2 separate regions of the Mus musculus genome follow, and region 1 is linked to region 2. Evidence: chromatin contacts called from public promoter capture Hi-C data. All regions are on one chromosome and are shown on one strand. The core of a region is the stretch at or near the end of the contact, and the rest is flanking DNA. Distances in the headings are between cores, read along the strand shown. Region 1 holds the start of Kpna4 (karyopherin (importin) alpha 4). Region 2 holds the start of 4931440P22Rik (RIKEN cDNA 4931440P22 gene).

Region 1 (5,752 bases), core at 1,380-3,879, 3.6 Mb after region 2:
GATGAGGGAGAGAGGTTGAGAGTGCAAGGCTCTCCTAGGCTACAAGTACATAATGAGACCTTGTCCAAAAGAAAAGAACAAGAGGGGTGGAAAGGGAGAAAGTAAGTCTGGCAACCCTATAAAAAGTTAGATGCAAAGTTCCAGTATTACCTAGCATTCTAGGTTTGTAGCCAAAAGAAGTAAGACTGTTACACAAGAATGTGTACATAAATGCTTATAGCAATAAGATGTGACCGATAACAAGGGTTAACCATGGTTCTATGAAGATAAACACATAAACACAATGTGCTATAACTATATGCAACAATATTAGTCAGACCTAAGAAAGAAACGTTCTTGTTACAGCATGGATGAATCTTCAAGTCAGGTAGCCACAAAGTATCCTAAAATGTACATTCCATTTACATGAAGCACTCAGAATAGGCAATCAAAACAAACATTGCTTTGGGTTGGAGTAGCTGAGAAAGAGAATCATTGCTAATGACATATATCAGGAGTTCTTCAAAGAGTAGAAAATATTCTAAGATTTGACTTAGGTGCTGATTGTGCAACCATTTAAACACATTACAAACCACTTTATATGGGTGAATTATATAGTATATGAATCACATTTCAAGGAACCTGTTAAAAATTGGTAGCAAAAAAAAATTAGAGATTGTTTGGTTACCTGATGTTTTTCTAAAATTTCTAACTTTGGAGTATTTATCAAATTTATATTCCCTAACTTGTGATTTTTCCCATTCTAGATATTCATATTAGTAAAAATAAATAGGTATTTTTCAACAAGTAAATTTAATGACAACTATGAACTATACATTTAAAAAGTTGGCTTTTGTTACATGTAAATTACTCCAATAAAGAGATTAAATTTGGGAGCTGAAGAAATGGTTCAGTTCTAAGCACTCACATGGCAGCTCCCAGCTGGAAGCAACTCCACTTCCAAAGGATGGGCTCCCTGGCCACAGGGCACACACATGATGCACATACACACACATCCAGACAAAACACCCCTATACACAAATCTAAAAAAAAATTTTTTTTTTTAAATTTCTTCCACTATAAAAAATGATCACAAAGATAAGCATCCTTAACTTTCAAACAATCTCTAAATAGCAACACACACCCTGGGACATACAGTTCTTCTAACGACTGCAATAAGCTAAAAGAGGATAAACTACATTAAAAGACTGACTGGCATTGGGAAAAGTCAACAAAAGTTGCCATCTCTATCCCGAAAATGCTCAAATTCAGGAACCGACCACAGCAGTCTGAAGAAGTTACCAGAACATAAAAGGGGATAAGAAGCTAAAAGCTTGACTTTTTTTTTAAATTCCCTATATTAAAAAAAAAAGTCACAATGGAAAGAAACTGTGTGCTTAATACATCGAACCTTGGAAGCAACTGTGTCTATGACAACGAAGCCTTCTTCCCCCCTTTAAAATAATACGTGATGGTGTCAGTCCATAGCCTACCGGATTCCTCACTGCCACCACCACCAGGAGGTGGAGAGAAAGGATACCGAGAAGACTAGGGGATGACAGCTTTGTATAACCCTTTGGACTTTTCTATGTAAGAATGCAAACTGGTGGTCTCTTCTCAGAGAGGAGTAAAAAGATCTGTGGACAAGCTCAAATAAGGCGGTGGAGGCAGGTGATCTTTTGACTGGAAAGGGACACATCGTGAGCCACATCTTTGAATCAGCTAGGACCAAACTGAAACCCAGGCCGCTGGAAGGCACTGCTTAGCATCACCAGGACCGCCTCTCGCGGCGGGGGTGGCTTTTTTTTCTTTCTTTCTTTCTTTCTTTCTTTCTTTTTCTCCAGCGGAGAAGTTGACTCCTGTAGTTTGGACATTGAAGTAAAACCAGAGTCGGGGCGATTAGGAAAACCTGCATGTGGAGGCGTCTCGGGCCCGGAGAAGTTCCGAGGTCGCCGCTCGCTCCCCCATCGCCCTCCACCCGCGACGCTTGGCGTCGGGGGCTCGAGCAGAGCCTGAGCTTCCGCCGCTGCGGGGCCTCCGCCGCGGCTGATATGCCCGCCGCCCTCACCCGTGTCTGGCCGGCTCGACAGGACAGGCCTAGGCCGCACCCGGCGGGCCCCGGCGCTGTCGCCGGCGGAGGCGGAGCAGGCCCGGCACAAACTTCCCGGCGCGGCGCCCGCGTCACGGCCGCTCGCCCGCCCGCCCAGCGCCATGCCGGCCGCCGCGCCCGCCCGACTCCGTACGCACCCCGCGTCCCGCCGGGGGCCGGAGGCCGCGGACCCCACTGTACCTCCAAGTCACGGCCTTTGTTCTTAAAATTCTTGAGCCGTTGGTTGTCCAATTTCTCGTTGTCCGCCATGGCCGGGCCGGCGACTCTCCCCACCCGCCCGGGCCCCGCGGGATCCGCCCCAACCACCGCGCCGCACAGACGCTCCCAGGAAGCCGGCCGCCGCCTGCGTCGCCCGCCCGTCCGCTCGCTTCCTCTCGCCCGCCGGGCCTCCGCTTCCTGGCTGGCCTCTCCTGCCCTGAGCTCGGGTACCACAGCAGCTCTGGCGAAGACGACTGCGGGGCCAGCGGCGGCGGCGGCAACGGCGGCGGAATGTGCTGCCGGCTGAGAGGGGGAGGCAGCCTCGATCTGAGGGCCCGGCTTTACGGCCACGCCCATCGCCGCCAACCCGGTCCGCCGATTGGCCGGCCGGGCTCCGGAGTGCTTAGCCAATCAAAAGGGACGATGGAGAGCGGGGGACGGAAGAGCGAAAGGAAAGGGGAAGGGAGAGTCTGGGGCAGGAAAGGGACGGGGCGCAGGAGCTTGGGAGGGGAGGGGTCACGCGCGGAGGGAGAAACCCGAGGCAGCCGAAGAGCAGCAGATCCGGGAGCGGGCGGGGATGGGCAGGGTGTAGTGGTCCTGGTTATGGTGGGATGATTCCCGGGGTGGCTTTAGATGTTGGGGTTCTGAACTTCGTTCTTTTCTCCCCCGGTGTTACTTGAGCGCTTCATTCACTTTGGAAGGCAAAGAGGTGTGTCTAAGCTACATGTGAAGTCCTAAACCCTGAGTCCTGTTCTGGGAACTGCGAACCAACCTAGGACCCGGCATCGTGGCTAGGACTGACTACGGTGATGTGCATTCTGAAAACTGAAGGGAAAGCTAGAGGGACCCGGTAGGAAAAGGAAGGTAGAAGGTTCGCAACAGGTAGAAACTTGAGAAAAATTGGTCCTTCCCTAATACCCCCATTTTGAGCAGTTTCTCTTGGGAAATTAAACTGCTTGATCACAAAGTATTAATTTATAGAGAATGACGACTATGAGCCATGACATAGCAAATGCAACATTGTGACTCTTGATAAAGGAAGTTAATCCCAAAGAAACCTCTTAACCAGGAACATTGTAACCAAAGGCGGATGTAAAACAGGTACAAAAGAGCCTCTCAAATTTTTCAGAATCGCTCCGGGCCGGTGACTCGGTTTGTAATCGTAGCTACTGGGCAAGAGGAGGAGCTGTTAAAGTAGCCCAAGAGCAAGGCCAGCCAGAGCAAGAGTCCAAAGCCACTTCGAGCAGTTTAGTGACACTTCCCCTCTTCTCTTGCGGGTTCATCTCAAGATAAATTAATAATAATAATAATAATAATAATAATAATAATAATAGAAATACAACTCATTGGAAGAAGCTAATTATGCTGGAGGCCCTAGGCTCAGAAAAGAGAGTGAGGACATGTTTTCAAAACTATATTTAAGCTGAGCATAGTGATCCACACGTTAAATCTAGCAAAGGCAGGTGGAGATGAGTTTGAGGCCAGCTGAGCTACATCATAATACCCTGTCTAAAAACAAACAAATGTGTGTGTTCATTTATCAATTATTAGTTCCCCAAATTGTGTGGTTTTTGTGAAGCAGTGGCAGTTCAGAGTCAGAAGGAAGAGGAAAGCTAAATGTGTCTGAACTTGGCAAAAAACTCTATTACAAAACCCTTTGGGAACATTTGGCTTCTGGTTCTTTCTGGTATATTTTGTTTGGGCAGAACCACATGCAGAAATGAATGTTTAGGATGCGAATATTTTATAAACCCCTTATATAAAGTCAAAGGAGGATGCTTTTGTAAGGTATAATACAAAGACAATGGGTTCAACAAGATAAAGGATTGAGTTCTTTTGGGAATGGGGGATAAAGAGAACTGCAGGATAGGAGCCTCTTGAAGATAACTTATAATGGAATGGTGGGAACAACCCTTTAGATACAAAGTAATGCCTTCCAAATAAGTCTTTGGTATTTTGTATACTTTCTGCTGGGCTTGGCGAACAAGCATTTTGGAAGTAATTCACACTGAGGGTTAACTTGAATGTAAGTTGAATTCAGAACTTAAAATTCAGATGAAGTTCATTATGTGTGTGTGGCATGTCGGCATATTCAGGTATACACATCTTTGTGCAAATGAGGACAAAACAAGATATCCTACATTGTTATTGCGCTCCACCTTATGGCCCGAGACAAGGTTTCTCACTGAATCAAAAGCTCACCATCGAAGATGTGCTTGCTGCCTTGTCTGCTTACCACCTCCTCCCAGTGCTGGGATCTCAGGCATACACACCTGCACTGGCTTTGCTGGGGAACCAACTCAGGTTCCCATACTTGGAGACTCTCTCCCTCATATAGTTTTATTCTCCAAAGATTGATTTAGTTGAGGTGATACTGAATTTACACGCTAGAGCACTAGTATATTTTAAAATATGACTAAGCCAGTTATAGTTGTGTATTCTACAATCCCAGAGCACTAGTATATTTTAAAATATGACTAAGCCAGTTATAGTTGTGTATTCTACAATCCCAGACTTATGGAACTTGGGCAGTAAGCTTCAGAATTCTGAAGCCAGTCCAGATACACTGAGAGACACTGTGTCCTAAAGCAAATCCATGAGATCTAAATGTGGCAAACCGTGCCTGTAATGTCAGCACTTGGAAATATGAGTCTGAATTCTATGTGAGACTAGGCTACAGAGCTAGAACCTGTCTCAAAAATAAAATGAAACAAAGGAAGGGTGGATTTAGGATAAGAACATTTTGGTGTAAGGATGGAGAGAGGGAGGGAGAGAGAGGAGGATTTTTTGTCTTAAGGGTTTGTGATTATGTGATCAAAATGAGAATGGCACATAGTATTATTAAGTAAAGGAAAGAAGGAGTTTTATACATTGCTAGATCTTTCTAAAATATAATTTGTGTTTGTTACAGTTGGGCTGATTCAGGAGAGAAAAATATTGAATCATAGCCAGTCACTATAGTTTGTGTATACTATGTCAAATGTTCATGTATTGAACCTTGGTTACCTGTCTTAGAGGAATTTTCCTAAGAAAGGATGAAGAGAGTTCTTGTGAGACCCTTTGATACCTCACAAGAGAGAGTTATAAAAAAGGACAAGCCTGGCTACCCGATCTTGTTTGATTGCCTGTCTAATTACAAGATCTTCCTCTCACATCTCCATGATCCTATCTGCCATAGAGGGGAGGGAAGCTTACCAGAGTCACTATAGTGCTATTTGAAGAGCTCCAAAACTATGAGATCTCTTTACTTTAGGAAGTAGCCAGACTAAAATATTTTGTTACAGTAACAGAAATTGGGTTAATACAGTAGCATCTTGTATTTTCTCAGGGTGTGTGAGGGGGATTAGGAGTGGGTTGACCAGGCATGGGGGACTTCGTGTCTTTTTATTCTCAGAAGCTTCTAACTTATGGCTTGGGGCGTCTGAAGAAAATGACTATTTATTTTGAAATTGATGTTAATTCAAT
Region 2 (5,301 bases), core at 1,962-4,461:
TAATCTCAGCACTCGGGAGGCAGAGGCAGGTGGATTTCTGAGTTCGAGGCCAGCCTTGTCTACAGAGTGAGTTCCAGGACAGCCAGGGCTATAAAGAGAAACCCTGTCTCGAAAAACTAAAAAAAAAAAAAAAAAAAAAAAACAAAAAACCCTTCTCACTTAGATGCTCAACTTGGTCATGTGACTTGCTTGGGTCAGTGACATATTAGTAATCAATTATACTGCTTGCTTATTGAGCCTTGTTTTTTTGGAATGCCCCCATTTTGTAATCCAGATTATCATTTTATGAGGAAGCCCATATCAGCCAGGTAGAGAAGCCACACACAAGAAAACAGACCAACAAGCCTTCTTTTTTTTCCAAGACAGGGTTTCTCTGTGTAGCCCTGGCTGTCCTGGGACTCACTCTGTAGACCAGGCTGGCCTGGAACTCAGAAATCCTCCTGCCTCTGCCTCCCAAGGGCTGGGATTAAAGGCGTGCACCACCACCACCTGGCTTCTCCAGCATTCTTAGATTCCATCTTTGCATTTTCTACATCATTGTCAGCTCATTTGTGCTGAGACACTAGCTTCGACCTTGTGTCCTAAGAGATTTCAGTTAGACTAGGCAGGCCCAGCCTTCAAGCTGTACAGATGAGCTACTGGCACTCTGTCCTGGTGGAATTCCTGAGCAAAGAGCCCGGGATCATGAACAAATCAGTTATGGTTTTAAATAGCTATATTTGGGGGTGATTTGTACATAGCAGTAACTGAAACAGTACTGAAAGTATAAAGAATGTATAAAAAAATTGTTGGAAGAGAATGGAATTTTAAAAGTAGCACGAAAGCAAATTGAACAAACAAAATAGATGAGAGAAAAAAATACGTAGTAAAATGATAGATTTAACCCCAAATATAGTATGTTCAACCGGAGACATGAGGGCTGCATGTGTGTGTCCCAGGATTAAGTTTGGATGCAACCCAACATAAAACCATAAATTTACTTAAAACATTGTTTTTGCAAATATTTTTGGTAATCATTAAGTTAGTAGGTAAAGTTGGGACAGTTTTAAAACGTTGGAAATACTGCAATCTTATTATAGTTTTTTAAAAATAGTTTAATTTTGCTTATATACTAGTCTTTGAATTCTGTCCCAACCTTTCCACTTTAGTCTGAGGGCCTTTACTTGATGCAATTTGAAACAACACTGCTGGGTGATCATTAATCTGGGTTAGCAGTGCCATAAAACTTGGGAACCACAGCCTCTGCTTAGCCTGTTTTTCCAGGATCCCCTTTTTTTTTTTTTTGAATAAGTACGATCTTTTAATTTTTTTTCTTAAATTCGGATTATACAAATTTAATGTTTATTTCCAACTAAAAAAACAACAACAACAAAAAGCTATTGAATACATGAAGTTACAATCCAGATGCCAGTTTCATGTATATTTTTGAGGTTAACTCTCGGTTCCCTAAGTCTCTATGAGTGCAGGGCGTGGGGTCTGGGTGATGAAGGTCGTAGTTCTAAACCTAGTACACGCTCGGCGCGGAAGAGGCGCTCTGACTTGTTAAATGAATTAGTCACTACGTGATCCGTGGGCTGCAAAACACGCGCATAGGCATCTCTATTGTCAAAACCCTAACATTGGCTTCCCCTAGCGGAGGCTGTCCGGGAACAGGCGGCGGGGCGGGCTCAGCCTTCCCGCCCGTACGGCGCGGGGCCGGCGACCCCGTCTGGAGGCAGCGGCGGAGGCGGCCACTCGCTTCCCCCTCGGGATCTGGAGGCGTCTTGAAAGGAGGCAGATAAACAAAGGCAACCGCACCGAAACCGGCCGTTCCGTCTCACAGCCTCTCTCACATCGCGTGCCCGGGTGTCCGCGGAACACGGTGACCCTGCATCTGTCCGCAGGCAGGTGGAGTCCGCCCCACGCGGCGCGCGCCTCCTCTCCTCGCAGGCTCACGGGGGGTGGGAGGTAGCCTCCCCGGCCTCGCGAACCGTCAGAGCCTCGGGGACCCTCGGCCGCTCGCGAGCGGACACTCCCCTCCCTCCTCCTCCTCCTCCCCGGAGCGCCGAGCCGCCGCGCGCCCCTCCGTCCGGAGCACGCGCACGGGAGGCGGGGCCCCAGCTTCCCGGCACTCACTGATCGCCCGGCCCCCTCACCCCACCCCACCCCCTCTCGGCCCCGAAGCTCCTCCCTCCCCGAAGACGAGCCGGCCCGGGGGAGGAGACCGGAAGCCACTTAAAGCAGAGCTGGAGCTGACAGGCGAGCGAGCTGGAGCCTCGAGAGCAGTTGCGGCTTTCAGCGCTCAGGTCCGCGGAATGGCCCGCGCGCCGCTCGCCGCGTCGGCCGCCCACGACCCCTAGACACCGGCCCTCGTCCTCGGCTCGGACCGCTGGCGCAGAGGCGGCCCTCCACGCCGCGCCTGGGCTGCGTTCGAAGGGCGGCTTGCCTGAGGTAAAAGGGGCTGGGGGGTGGGCAGCGAGCGGCGGAGGGACCCCCAGCGGGATGGCGGGCGCCAGCCTCGCCGCCCCGAGTCCCCGTCGGGACAGCGGCGGATCCCTAGACTGCCCGGGAGAGCTGAATGCGCTCGCGTCCGTCGGTGGCGGGGTGGGATCGGGTTCAGCGCCGGGAGCTGGGCAGGTGGATAGATGGACTGGCGCCGCAGGGCTTGCGGGGCCGCCCGCGACTCCTCTCGGGGGGTTGCAGCCGGGGCAGCCCCTGCGGGAGGGCTCGGCGCTGCGGGAGCGTTCCGGCCGGCGCGCGTTCCGGGCTGCAGCCCAGAAGTTTGCAGGCTGTGTTCGAGTTAACTTTGAGTGCCGCACCGGTTCCCCTTCCTTTTCCCCGCCACCCGGAGTGTCCGCTGCGGCTCGGCCCTGCAAGCTCCGGGACTCGCCAGCCGGTCCTCGGGAAGGAGGCAGGGCCGGGGTGGGGGGGAATTCATTGTGGACTCGCCTTGAGTGGCTTCGGGGAGGCGGGGAGGTCGGGTCCTGAGGAAGGTGGGCCGGGAGTGAGGGGGCGCCCGGGTCCCTGAGGACAAGGTGAGGGCGGGGATGCTCACCCTCTCGGCGAAGTGCGGAGCCCGGTGGAACGGGCGCGGCGGGAGGTCGTGGCTGCGCGGAGCGCGGCCGGCAGGAGGCGTCGCTCGGACCCGGGCGTCTCACTCCTTGGCTGTTTGGAGCCGGCGGTTTCCATGGAAGGTGTGACCAGCTCGTGGTGCCAGACGACCGGGGCGTCACGAGGTGAAGGGTGGCGCGATTGGGTTGCCCGCTGCGGGCGACCGGAGGAAACGACCTTCCAATCTTTTTATTTTTCTGTTATGCAAACTAATTGAGGAACTGGTGGCTTCCGCACTCCACTCCTCTGCTTCCTAGTTGAGTTTCCGAGTTTGGTGGAGGGGCAGTAAGAGGAAAAGTTGTGTGCGTGCGAGTGTGTGTGTGCGTGCGTGCGTGCGTGCATGTGCGTGTGCAGAAGTATAAATAAAATCGCTTTAGTATTTTGCCTGGATTGGTGTGATAGGAGGGGATAGTGTGCGTGCGTAGGGGAAGGCACAGGCGGGTTAGATACGGAGAGGGAATACCACAATCTGTGCCAACTGAGCCTTGAGGCAAGAGCACCGAATGATGAATAATAACGCCTGGCTTGGCTGCTTTCCAGTTATTTATGTCTCATGTCAGATCCCTCCTTCGTGAGGCTTTCTCTAACAATGCCAGCTCATACTGAACTCAAATATTTATTTATTTAAAATAAATAAATCTCTTTTGTACTTAGACTAGCACTTTGTTCCATGCCTTGTGTTTTTCTGAGTTTTGATTATTCAGCACTTTTGTATACATAGACTTATAAATCCCTCCTAGATCTTTATATTCGTTTTTTAAAGCACGAAGTCTTACCATTTTGGGTTTTGACCTTCAACCAAGAACAAAGCATCTAATGTGTGCCTTTTCTAAAGTAATTCAGCCACAAAATACAGACATCCTCAGTGGTGAACAGTGCTAGGTACTATACTGGACTCCTAATGCATGCTTGATTAAATCATAGGTTCTTACATCAAGGAGTTCTTTCAGTCTATTGGACAAGAAAAAAGACCATTAATTGCTCATCACTGTCCCTTCTCATCTGGAACAATCTCAGTAAATACCTGGAAATCTCAGTCATTTTAAAGGATCTGGTTCTTGAAAGGAAAAAAAATTCAGATTCTGAAATTTGGTGTTTTTTAATATTTGTATTTTTTTGGTTATAATATACTTTCATTTGTTTTTTTTTTTTAAAGTGGATAAGTGTAACTTTTCTAAAGACAAGGACCCTTTGTATAATCGTGCTGTATTAAGTTTCTAAGGCACGGTACAGTGGTTGTTGAAGTTAGGCATATCCTGATATTCCTTCAGGAATTTTTTAAAAATTTAGAAATCTTTAACATTCAATAATTAAATACTAGAACTTTCAGAATGTAAAAACATTAGCAGGCTTCTGGCTTTCTCTTGTATCACAATTCACTTGAAAGCTTCTGTGTCTATCCTTACACACATACACACACACACTAGTTCTTTCACTTTTTAACCTTTTAAGTTTATCCTTTTGATGAACTTTCCTCCCAGTGAATTTTGTTTTTTGCAAACTCATGGGACAGATCATAAACAACTGTAAAGGGAACCACAAAGCTAAGCAAGAGATGTGGTTTCCCTGCTTCATCTTCTAGAAAAAGACAGTTATTTCTATCTTACAAAATAAAGTCATACCCCAGTAGAATCACACAGCACTTGCTCTGTCTCCCCCTCCTCTGTGTGTGTGTTTATCAATTATTAAGTCAATACATAAGTATTGAAAAATACATTCTCATCTACTATTATCTACTATTATGCAGATTTTTGCATAGCTTTTGAATCTTCATTTCTCAGTTTAAAAAAAGAAAATTGACCTGTAAGAGCTAACTATAATGCAAGCAGTGATTGCAGATAGTTAACCATAGACTAACGCAAAATGTTTTAATGAATGAATGGGTTCAGTTGTCAGTTTTTAAATGATCATCTTTCTTCCTTTCCTGGTAGGATTTGTAGATACTGAGGCACAGTTGGGAGTTAATCACATCATGGAAGTGGAAACCACTGAACCTGAGCCAGACTGTGTAGTACAGCCTCCTTCTCCTTCTGATGACTTTTCATGCCAAATGAGAATTTCTGAGAAGATCTCTCCATTGAAAACGTGTTTTAAGAAAAAACAGGAACAAAAAAGATTGGGAACTGGAACCCTGAGATCCTTGAGGCCAATATTAAATACTTTGCTAGAATCTGGCTCACTTGATGGAGTTTTTAGAGCTAGAGACCAAAA

The links. Promoter capture Hi-C pulls out the DNA fragments that hold promoters and counts their contacts.
Region 1: a contact with region 2 is called in a promoter capture Hi-C map of liver, with 4 times the contacts expected there. The contact joins the promoter of Kpna4 here to the promoter of 4931440P22Rik in region 2.

What each region holds. Positions count from the first base shown.
Region 1 is chr3:69,124,463-69,130,214 of GRCm38.p6, forward strand. It overlaps Kpna4 (karyopherin (importin) alpha 4), which reads right to left and starts at 2,630. Exons shown (of 17, transcript NM_008467.4): 1 at 2,270-2,630. The coding sequence starts at 2,338.
Region 2 is chr3:65,526,203-65,531,503 of GRCm38.p6, forward strand. It overlaps 4931440P22Rik (RIKEN cDNA 4931440P22 gene), which reads right to left and starts at 3,212. Exons shown (of 2, transcript NR_027955.1): 1 at 3,035-3,212; 2 at 1,281-2,963. It overlaps Tiparp (TCDD-inducible poly(ADP-ribose) polymerase), which reads left to right and starts at 2,245. Exons shown (of 6, transcript NM_178892.5): 1 at 2,245-2,430; 2 at 5,022-5,301. The coding sequence starts at 5,063.